3 separate regions of the Mus musculus genome follow, and regions 1 and 3 are each linked to region 2. Evidence: chromatin contacts called from public HiChIP or PLAC-seq data. All regions are on one chromosome and are shown on one strand. The core of a region is the stretch at or near the end of the contact, and the rest is flanking DNA. Distances in the headings are between cores, read along the strand shown. Region 1 overlaps Igf2bp2 (insulin-like growth factor 2 mRNA binding protein 2). Region 2 overlaps 1300002E11Rik (RIKEN cDNA 1300002E11 gene). Region 3 has its middle 24 kb from the start of Gm25810.

Region 1 (2,700 bases), core at 104-2,603, 330 kb after region 2:
GGCAACCTCAGTTGTACCCTCAGATCCCCAGAGTTTGCTGGCCAGCCATTCTATCCTGCTAGATCACTGAGCACCAGGTTTCCTGAGAAAGCCTGTCTCAAAAAATGAGGGAAGGAAGCAACAGAGGAAGACACCCAACGTTGACCCCTCACCTCTGTACACTCACACACAAGGGGGGGGGGGGGTGTCTCTGTGTGTGTGTGCACGCACGAGCACTCCCAGATATATACCCACATACACTTAACTATTTCTAAGATTCCTATGTTTCTGTTAGTACTTTGCCTACAGAGATGTCTGTGCACTACGTTCATGCCTGGTGCCCAGAAGCGGGTGTGAAATCCCCTATAGCTGGAGTTTCAGATAGTCATGAGATTCCATGTGAGTCCTGGGAACCAAACTGGGTCCTTGGTAACCACTGAGCCATCACTCCAGTCCCCACCCCAAGCTACTTTTCTAGGGTGCTTTCTCTTGGGGTATGTTTATAGTGTGATATTATGCCTGCTCAGCAAGACCCAACTAAACAAACAACTTTAAGCTTTTCTTTACTAAACTTTCAGGAGGTGGACACTTCAGAGGACAACTGGAAGTGTGTTCTAAACTTCTGGCCACCCATATCAGTACTGGCTGTTACCTACACAAAGCTGTGCCAGAGCCCAGCCCCCCAAGATCAGGTGGGCTAAGGTCACTCCCTACATACTTAGGATGTCCGTCCAGATGCACTTATACGCCATCAGCAGCTCTGATTCAGTATACTCTTTGCATTTATATTTTCCACCCCAACTCCAACTTTACAATTCTAAGGAATCCCCCGCCGCCGCCTAGTACAGATGTGCCTGGCCCACAGGCCACACTGAGAACCTTCAACTCAGCCTTCTCTGTTTAAAGAGCATCATTGTTATCCTAATTTACCTCCTTAAAAGATTAACCTACACCCCTGGAGCTCCTGGGGACTGGGCCACCAAGCAAAGAGGTTCCATGGAGGGACCCTTGGCTCCAGCTGCATTTGTGGCAGAGGATGGCCTTGTTGGACATCAGTGAGAGGAATGGCCCTTGGGCCTGAGGGTGTTCGATGTCCCAGTGTAGGGGAATGCCAAGGCAGGAAGACGGGAGTGGGTGGGTGGGTGGGTGAGCACCCTCATAGAGGCAGGGGGAGGAGGAATGGGATAGGGAGTTTCTGAAAGGGAGACCTGGAAAGGTGAAAACATTTGAAATGTAAATAAAGGAAATATCCAATAAAAAAATTAACCTACACTTTGGAAAGGCGTGCTAAGGTTTCAGATTGGTTTTCAGCAGTGTTGGCAGAGAAATGGGGTTTTCCCTGTGTGGTGATTGATGCAAGCCTGCAATCCCAGCAATGGGGAAGTAGAGGCTTGAGTTCAAGGTTCTTCTCTGAAACTATACAGAAAAGTCAAGGCTAGCCTGGGCTACAAGAGACTAAAACTGAACAAAAGCATTTTCTGCTTACCTGTCAATTTAAAAGGGTAACAGCTTTATTAGAGTATACTTTTCCCTAAGAATGGTACCAAAATTAAACTGTAATAAAGCAGATACAATGTATTTCCATCCTTGGGGATCCCCGCCCACAGCCAGTCTTGAGGAACACACACCATGAGTGCCTCATTCCTTCCTGCTCGGGCTGTAAACAGACACATAGGCCTATGACTGAGAGCATAACTGAGATCTGGAGAGAGCCACTCAGGGCCAGAAGACACTTGATGTAGGACAAGACCTTTTAGATGGGCGTTCAAGGAGACTATGGGGCTGAAGGGAGCTGCCAATTTCCCTGCGTTCACAACGACTTTTACAATGCCTCTGCAATTTACTGCCTGCCCCACGAGCTGACTGGACCTTGTCCCCAGCCATTTCGGGAATGATCATGCTAATGATGCATGCTAGTTTGAATTCTAGGCTGACAGGCTCTCTGTTTTTCCTACCTTTGGACTTTCCAGTACTAATCCAATGCTTCCCATTCAGAAATCCCTTGCTGAAGGTTTGGCAGTAAATGATGAAGAGGATGTATGTGGGAAACAGGAACTGCATCCTGGGGGTATCCACAGGTTTTGAGTATCTTTTGTTCTGAACAGTGTCCCATCCCAGCCTTAACGGGCTACAGGCATTTAGAAGCGTTCCAGAGGGGGAGTTCTGTTCCCCAGTGGTGTAGCCTCTGCAAGCTGCACAAGAGACTACCAAACACAGTGGAGCACACACAGAGACGTGAAAACAGGAGGGGGCCCAGTGGGGATGAATGGGTTATTTCAACACAATACAACATCACCATGAGGTAGAGAAGCCCCTTTATTCCCACCAGCAGACTAAAGCACCAGCCACAATGTTTGAGTCTCTAAAAGAAATGACCTGGCTGAGACTCGATGCCTAGAATGAAACTGTTTCCCAAGGAAAGCACTCATAAATACCTCTGTGGTGGTTTGAATGAAAAAGGCCCCCATAGACACCTATGCTTCAATACTTGGTCTCCAGTTGGTAGAACTGTTTGGGAAGGATTAAGCTGCTAGGGCTTGCTGAAGGAGGCGTGCCACTGGTTTCAAACAACTCCTACCATCCCCAGTGAGCTCTCTGCGTGCTGTGTGTGGTTTGAGATGTGAGCAATCAGCTATTCCTGTTGTGATGTCTTTGATCCACCACCATGGACTCCCAACGCTCTGAAACCACAAGCCCAAGTAAATATTCTTTCATAAATTG
Region 2 (2,700 bases), core at 143-2,642:
CTTCCTGTGTCTACTAGTTGTTATCTAGTTACTTTAACTTCTTTTAAATACCCTGAGTAATAGCTCTTTCTGTATATAAACCTTAAACCTTATCATAGTTTCTCAGGGCCTTACCTGATTGGTCACTACTGTCCCTCAGGTTTTTGTAGTTCATTTTCTAACAGACTACTTGAGATGGCTAATGTTGATAGCCAACTTGGTAGCATCTAGAACCTCTTAGGAAACACATGTCAGGGATCATCTTGGTGATCTTATTTGAAGTAGGGGGACCCCCCTGTGGGCATCTCCATTCCATAGGCTTGCATCCTGAACTTCATGAAAGAAGGCAGCAGGCAGAGGGCCACCATTATCATCCTGTTCCTCCTGACTGTGGACACAGTGTGACCAGCTGCTTCAGGCTCCTGATACCATGATTACCTTGGCACAGTGGACTGCACTCTGGAACTGTGAGCCAAAATAAACTCCTCCCTTAAGTTGCTTTTATTATCACAGCGGTAGGAAGAGTAACTAAGAAAATTGATACCAGGAAGTGAGGCCTTTTATAGATAAGCTTGAACATATTGCTCCTAGGCCTTTGAAACTAGTTTGTGGGAAGAATTGGGGAGGAGTTTAGAACTTCAGACAAGAAAAAACCCTTGCATATTTTAGGCAGAAGGTAATGGGTCATTATTCTGGGAACTTTGGAGAGGGGAACAAGAGAAATGCAGACAGTGAAGTCCTGAGGTTTCAGAGGAAAACGAGAGGACTCAGTCATGAACTGGGCAGGGGCAATTCATGTGACCTTTCAGCAGAGAGTCTGGCTTCATTGTGCCCATGCCCTGGCAACTTAGTCAAGTAGAATTTAAAGGGAGTAGATCAATTTGTTTGGCAGAAAAAAATCTCAAGACAGGGTTGCAACCAGGCTGGTGCTGGGTCTTGCGCGCGCTCAACTGGCCAGGAAGAACGACGTGCAACAGGATCCTTCTGCACACGTTTATTCAGTCCTGTTTCTTCTTTCTCTATATCTCCCTTGTTTATATCTCCCCCGAACCCTGGGCCTCTCACTCTTTTATACTCTCAGTTCCCATCCACGCACAGCAGGCCACGCCACCTCACCAGGCACGCAGCTTCAGCTAATCAGGGCAGCAGGGGCATATCTCCATCAAAATGGATTCACCGGTATCCGGTACACCTGCGCAGCTCTCAAGATGTTTGTGGCTTATATGAGGAAGTCAGGTGCAAGTCATACGACTTAGCTGCAGTCCCTGGCGCCTTTGGGACTGCCGCCACACCCGCTCCTCACAGCTGGGGAAACAGTTGTATTGTTAAAGAGATCAGTCACTGAAGAGAAATCTGAGTTGCACCTGACAATAGAAAAGGCCCTGAAGGCAAACCTCACCCACCAGACTCCAACTTATCAGGATACAAAGTCAGTCAGAGGAAGTCTGAACTGAATGGGTTCTTGATTCCTTGGGAGCAATGGCCTAGAAGAGTCCCTTGGGGTCAGCTCAGAGAAGCTGGTAGATCTATGGTCCAGGGAGCCAGGACATGTCTGGAGTTAGCAGGACTTGGCGTTGTTGTCTACCTGGTACAGGTTTTGAAATCAGTGAAAGATGCAAGATTGAAGAGGTGGTGGATTCTTGCTCCACAGTTTCAGAGAGCAGCCGAGGCCAGGTAGTGTGGCAAGGTCATAGTCCCACAAAGGGCCTGAGAGGCTACTGCCTGAAGCTGTGAATGTTGATGTCAGACCCATGGGACATCTGACAGGGAAAGCAGCGTCCATGGAGTGAAGCTACTCAAGGGAGAAGTTGAGTGTGCCTAAGTGGTACGTCCGGAGGGATGGGGATCCCGTCACCCCAATGGCAGACTTGGTACTGCAAGCTTGATGTCTTCTCTGTTGGGTTTTAGGCTTGCTTTGGGCATGATTATTCTCTCCTATGCCTTCATTTCTCCCTTTTGGAATAGGAATGGTCACTCATGTCATTTTATTTTGGAACTATGTAACTTGTTTTTTTTATTTTCTAGGCACTCACAGTTAAGAGATTACCTCAAATCTGAAATAAGGCTTTGGACTTGTGAACAGTATTGGAATTGTTGAAGAATATGGGGACTTTTGAAGTTGTCCTGGACATATGTTTGCATTATAAGATGACAATGAAGGCTGCCAGGAAAACTCAGAAAGTATTGTATTACCTTTTGACTTGAGTTCAATCCCCAAAGCCAAAGTGTGGAAGGAGAGAGCTGATTCCTGCAACTTCTTCTGACTTCTATAGCACTCACATATATCGGGCACATGCATGAGTATGCACACACACACACACACACACACACAGATCGAAAATAGTTGTAATAAAAAAAATTAAACAGATGGTCATGAAATTCTGGAAAGATGGGTTGAAAGGTCCATGGCTTCAAATTATTGTGTTTGGATGTCAAGTTTTAAAGGATGGAGTTGTGGTTAGTGTTGATTGTTAACTTTATAGCATCTAGAACTTTCTAAGAAACAAGCCTCTGGCACACAGAGATCATCTTGATATGGTTATCTGAGATAGGAAGAGCCTGCTATGGGTGGCTCCATTCCTTAGGCTTGCACCCTGGACTTAATGAAAGGAGGACGCAGACAGAGAGCCAGCATTTCCCGTCCTGTTCTTCCTGTCTGGACGCGGTGTGACCGATCGGCCACTGTGGTGCTCCTGATGCCTTGACTGCCTTGGTACGGGA
Region 3 (2,700 bases), core at 16-2,515, 390 kb after region 2:
TCAATTCCCAACAACCGCATGAAGGCTCACAACCATCTGTATAGCTACAGTATACTCATATACATGAAACAAACAAACAAATAAGTAAATCTAAAACAAAATAAGATATTCTCTCTACAACTCCCTTTTAAAAAAGAAAATAAAATGTCTACCATAGACCTCACACTGGTATTTATGTCGATTCAGCTATATACCATAAACTCTGCCTCCCTGTTTATCTGCCAAATGTATATAATAAAAATGCTGTGAGTCCTGGAGGCTACAGTGTTACGGATAATATTTAAAAAATATAACAGTCGCCGGGTGTGGTGGCGCATGCCTTTAATCCCAGCACTCAGGAGGCAGAGGCAGAGGCAGGCGGATTTCTGGGTTCGAGGCCAGCCTGGTCTACAAAGTGAGTTCCAGGACAGCCAGGACTATACAGAGAAACCCTGTCTCGAAAAACCAAAAAAAAAAAAAAAAAAAAAAAAAAACAACAACAACAACAACAAAAACCAAACAAAAGAAACAGTCATTGGGCGTGGTGGCACACGCCTTTAATCCCAGCACTCGGGAGGCAGAGACAGGAGGATTTCTGAGTTCGAGGCCAGCCTGGTCTACAAAGTGAGTTACAGGACAGCCAGGGCTATACAGAGAAACCCTGTCACAAAAAACAAACAAATAAACAAACAAACAAACAAAAAATACAGTCATGTTTCTACACTTGTGCCTCTGCTCTGGCAGCCTGGCTAGCCATGCACTGGTGGGTAATGGCCTACCTATTTTTATCTCATGGAGACTCTCTGGCCCAGAACTCCCAAAAACGTCTCCACCCAGCTCGCTAAGTTCCCACTGATGGGTCGTTACCACACCAGTCCCATGCTTCAGATCTCCCACGGCCTTTGTGGTGCAACTCAGGGAAACTCATGCTTTGCCACAGTATTTTTCTCTCTGGAACCCAGAGAAGCCACTGCATGAAGGAAAACACAATACAATGTTAGTTCAGAAACTAGGGTAACTCAATTGCTGGGCGCAGCAACTAAAATCCTAACTTGTAAGCCTTATTAAATCTAAACCTTCCCGTAGCAAATCATGATGGATCTGCCACTGAAACAGGGAAGCACTCATAGCTACATCTTGTTCTCACGCTATCCCCCTCTAAAAAGACCTAACTCTCTCCTGCTTCCTCTCTTCCTCCATCCAACCCAGAAGCCCCTCCTACCTGCTCAGTGATTGGCTCCTTTATTCATTAGGGCATTGGTTCACAGTAAGTCATGTGACTCACTCCATGTCCTCAACCCATCCCAGGAGAGCAGAATTAGCATCAAAATACCAACAGCACCAGGCTCATCCACAACACTACAGTCTTTCCATCAGAGAGGCAACTTCACCCCAGCTCTTCTATGCATGTCTTTCTCTTCATCCCCTCACTGCCCTCAGTCAGGTCAAGTTCCTCTGGGAAGCCAAGCAAGGACACAACAAGAAGTAATACCTGAATAATAAGCCAACTGGGCACCAAAATGTGGACACTGGCTACTGGAAATCTAGATAGATAGATAGATAGATAGATAGATAGATAGATAGATAGATAGATAGATAGATACTATATTTATATATTAATATATTATTGTATATTGTTTATTTATAAAATATATAATTTATTATTTTTATTTCATGTGCATTGGTGTTTCCCCTGCATGCATGTCTATGTGAGGGTGTCAGATCCCCTGTAATTGGAGTTACAGGCAATTGTGAACTGTCATGTGGGACCTGGTTCTTCTGGAATAGCAGACAGTGCACTCAGTCTCTGAGTCATCTTACCCACCCCGATACTAGGAATCTTAGATGTCAGACAAGGGAATGAATGCTCCCGAGAGAATCATCCTGATACAGGTAAAAGAAAAAGTAAGGCAGGGAATAAATAAAACCGTGAAGAAAGACAGAGATAAAGGGGTGCAATTCTAAGCATAGGCTAAAAAACATTTGAACAAGTAGACTCCAGGGAGAGGCAGCTGAACTCTAGAAAAGGACAGTTATGAGTTAAGATTTTGGGAAGAAGTAAAATCTAGAGAGGCAGTTGTACATTAGTACATTGAGAGGATTTTGTAAACTTCAGAATTACAATGTAGGTGTTGCAGCTCTATTGGTCCCTGGCAATGTTTAGGAGGCATGCCCAGGGAAAGGGGCAGTGCCAGCTCCTTGCCAGCAGGTCCAGGTGAGAGGACAGAGGTCCCAGTCCCACTAGGGTTTTTCCAGGGCTGATATCCCATCAGGGTCTCTCCAGGGCTGACACTGAGCCAGGAGTCTTGTCAAAACAGGAACTCAACTCTATGGCATCAGCCTCTCACTTATATAAGTTTGGAACATGGGGCTGGCGAGATGGCTCAGCTATTAAGAGCATTGACTGCTCTTCTGAAGGTCCTGAGTTCAAATACTAGCAACCACATAATGGCTCACAAACACCCGTAATGAGACCTGATGCCCTCTTTAGGTGTGTCTGAAGACAGCTACAGTGTATTTAATGTATAATAATAGATAAAATCTTTTTAAAAATATAAGTTCAGAACATAGAGACGGGGATTTTTGGTGGGGTAAGATAACATAGGAGGTGGGGAAGGGTGATGGAGGGTATGGAGTGACTGACAGGGCCAATGGCAAAGCTCCATATCAGCAAAACGGTGGGGCAGAGGCAGAAACAAACAGGTCTTGCTGAGTCACTCT

What was found. HiChIP or PLAC-seq counts read pairs in DNA pulled down with a chosen protein or histone mark.
Region 1: a contact with region 2 is called in an H3K27ac HiChIP or PLAC-seq map of embryonic stem cells, with 6 read pairs. The contact joins two enhancer-like sites. A contact is called at or near these places in 2 of 39 promoter capture datasets (frontonasal cranial neural crest and second pharyngeal arch cranial neural crest) and 3 of 115 datasets of contacts at active chromatin or transcription factors (bone marrow-derived macrophages and embryonic stem cells).
Region 3: a contact with region 2 is called in an H3K27ac HiChIP or PLAC-seq map of embryonic stem cells, with 2.2 times the contacts expected there. The contact joins two enhancer-like sites. A contact is called at or near these places in 1 of 484 Hi-C or Micro-C datasets (embryonic stem cells) and 2 of 115 datasets of contacts at active chromatin or transcription factors (bone marrow-derived macrophages and embryonic stem cells).

What each region holds. Positions count from the first base shown.
Region 1 is chr16:22,139,243-22,141,942 of GRCm38.p6, forward strand. The region is part of intron 2 of Igf2bp2 (insulin-like growth factor 2 mRNA binding protein 2); the gene reads right to left. Among named protein-coding and RNA genes, the nearest start is that of Igf2bp2, 23 kb to the right of the region's middle. Within about 2 kb of position 1,354, at least 18 of the 459 cell types and tissues checked have an H3K27ac peak or open chromatin away from gene starts, as enhancers often do. A contact at or near this core is called in embryonic stem cells, where this site is marked.
Region 2 is chr16:21,806,674-21,809,373 of GRCm38.p6, forward strand. 1300002E11Rik (RIKEN cDNA 1300002E11 gene) reads left to right here. Exons shown (of 3, transcript NR_037958.1): 3 at 2,005-2,367. Among named protein-coding and RNA genes, the nearest start is that of 1300002E11Rik, 14 kb to the left of the region's middle. Within about 2 kb of position 1,393, at least 12 of the 459 cell types and tissues checked have an H3K27ac peak or open chromatin away from gene starts, as enhancers often do. A contact at or near this core is called in embryonic stem cells, where this site is marked.
Region 3 is chr16:22,199,381-22,202,080 of GRCm38.p6, forward strand. No RefSeq gene overlaps it. Among named protein-coding and RNA genes, the nearest start is that of Gm25810, 24 kb to the right of the region's middle. Within about 2 kb of position 1,266, at least 29 of the 459 cell types and tissues checked have an H3K27ac peak or open chromatin away from gene starts, as enhancers often do. A contact at or near this core is called in embryonic stem cells, where this site is marked.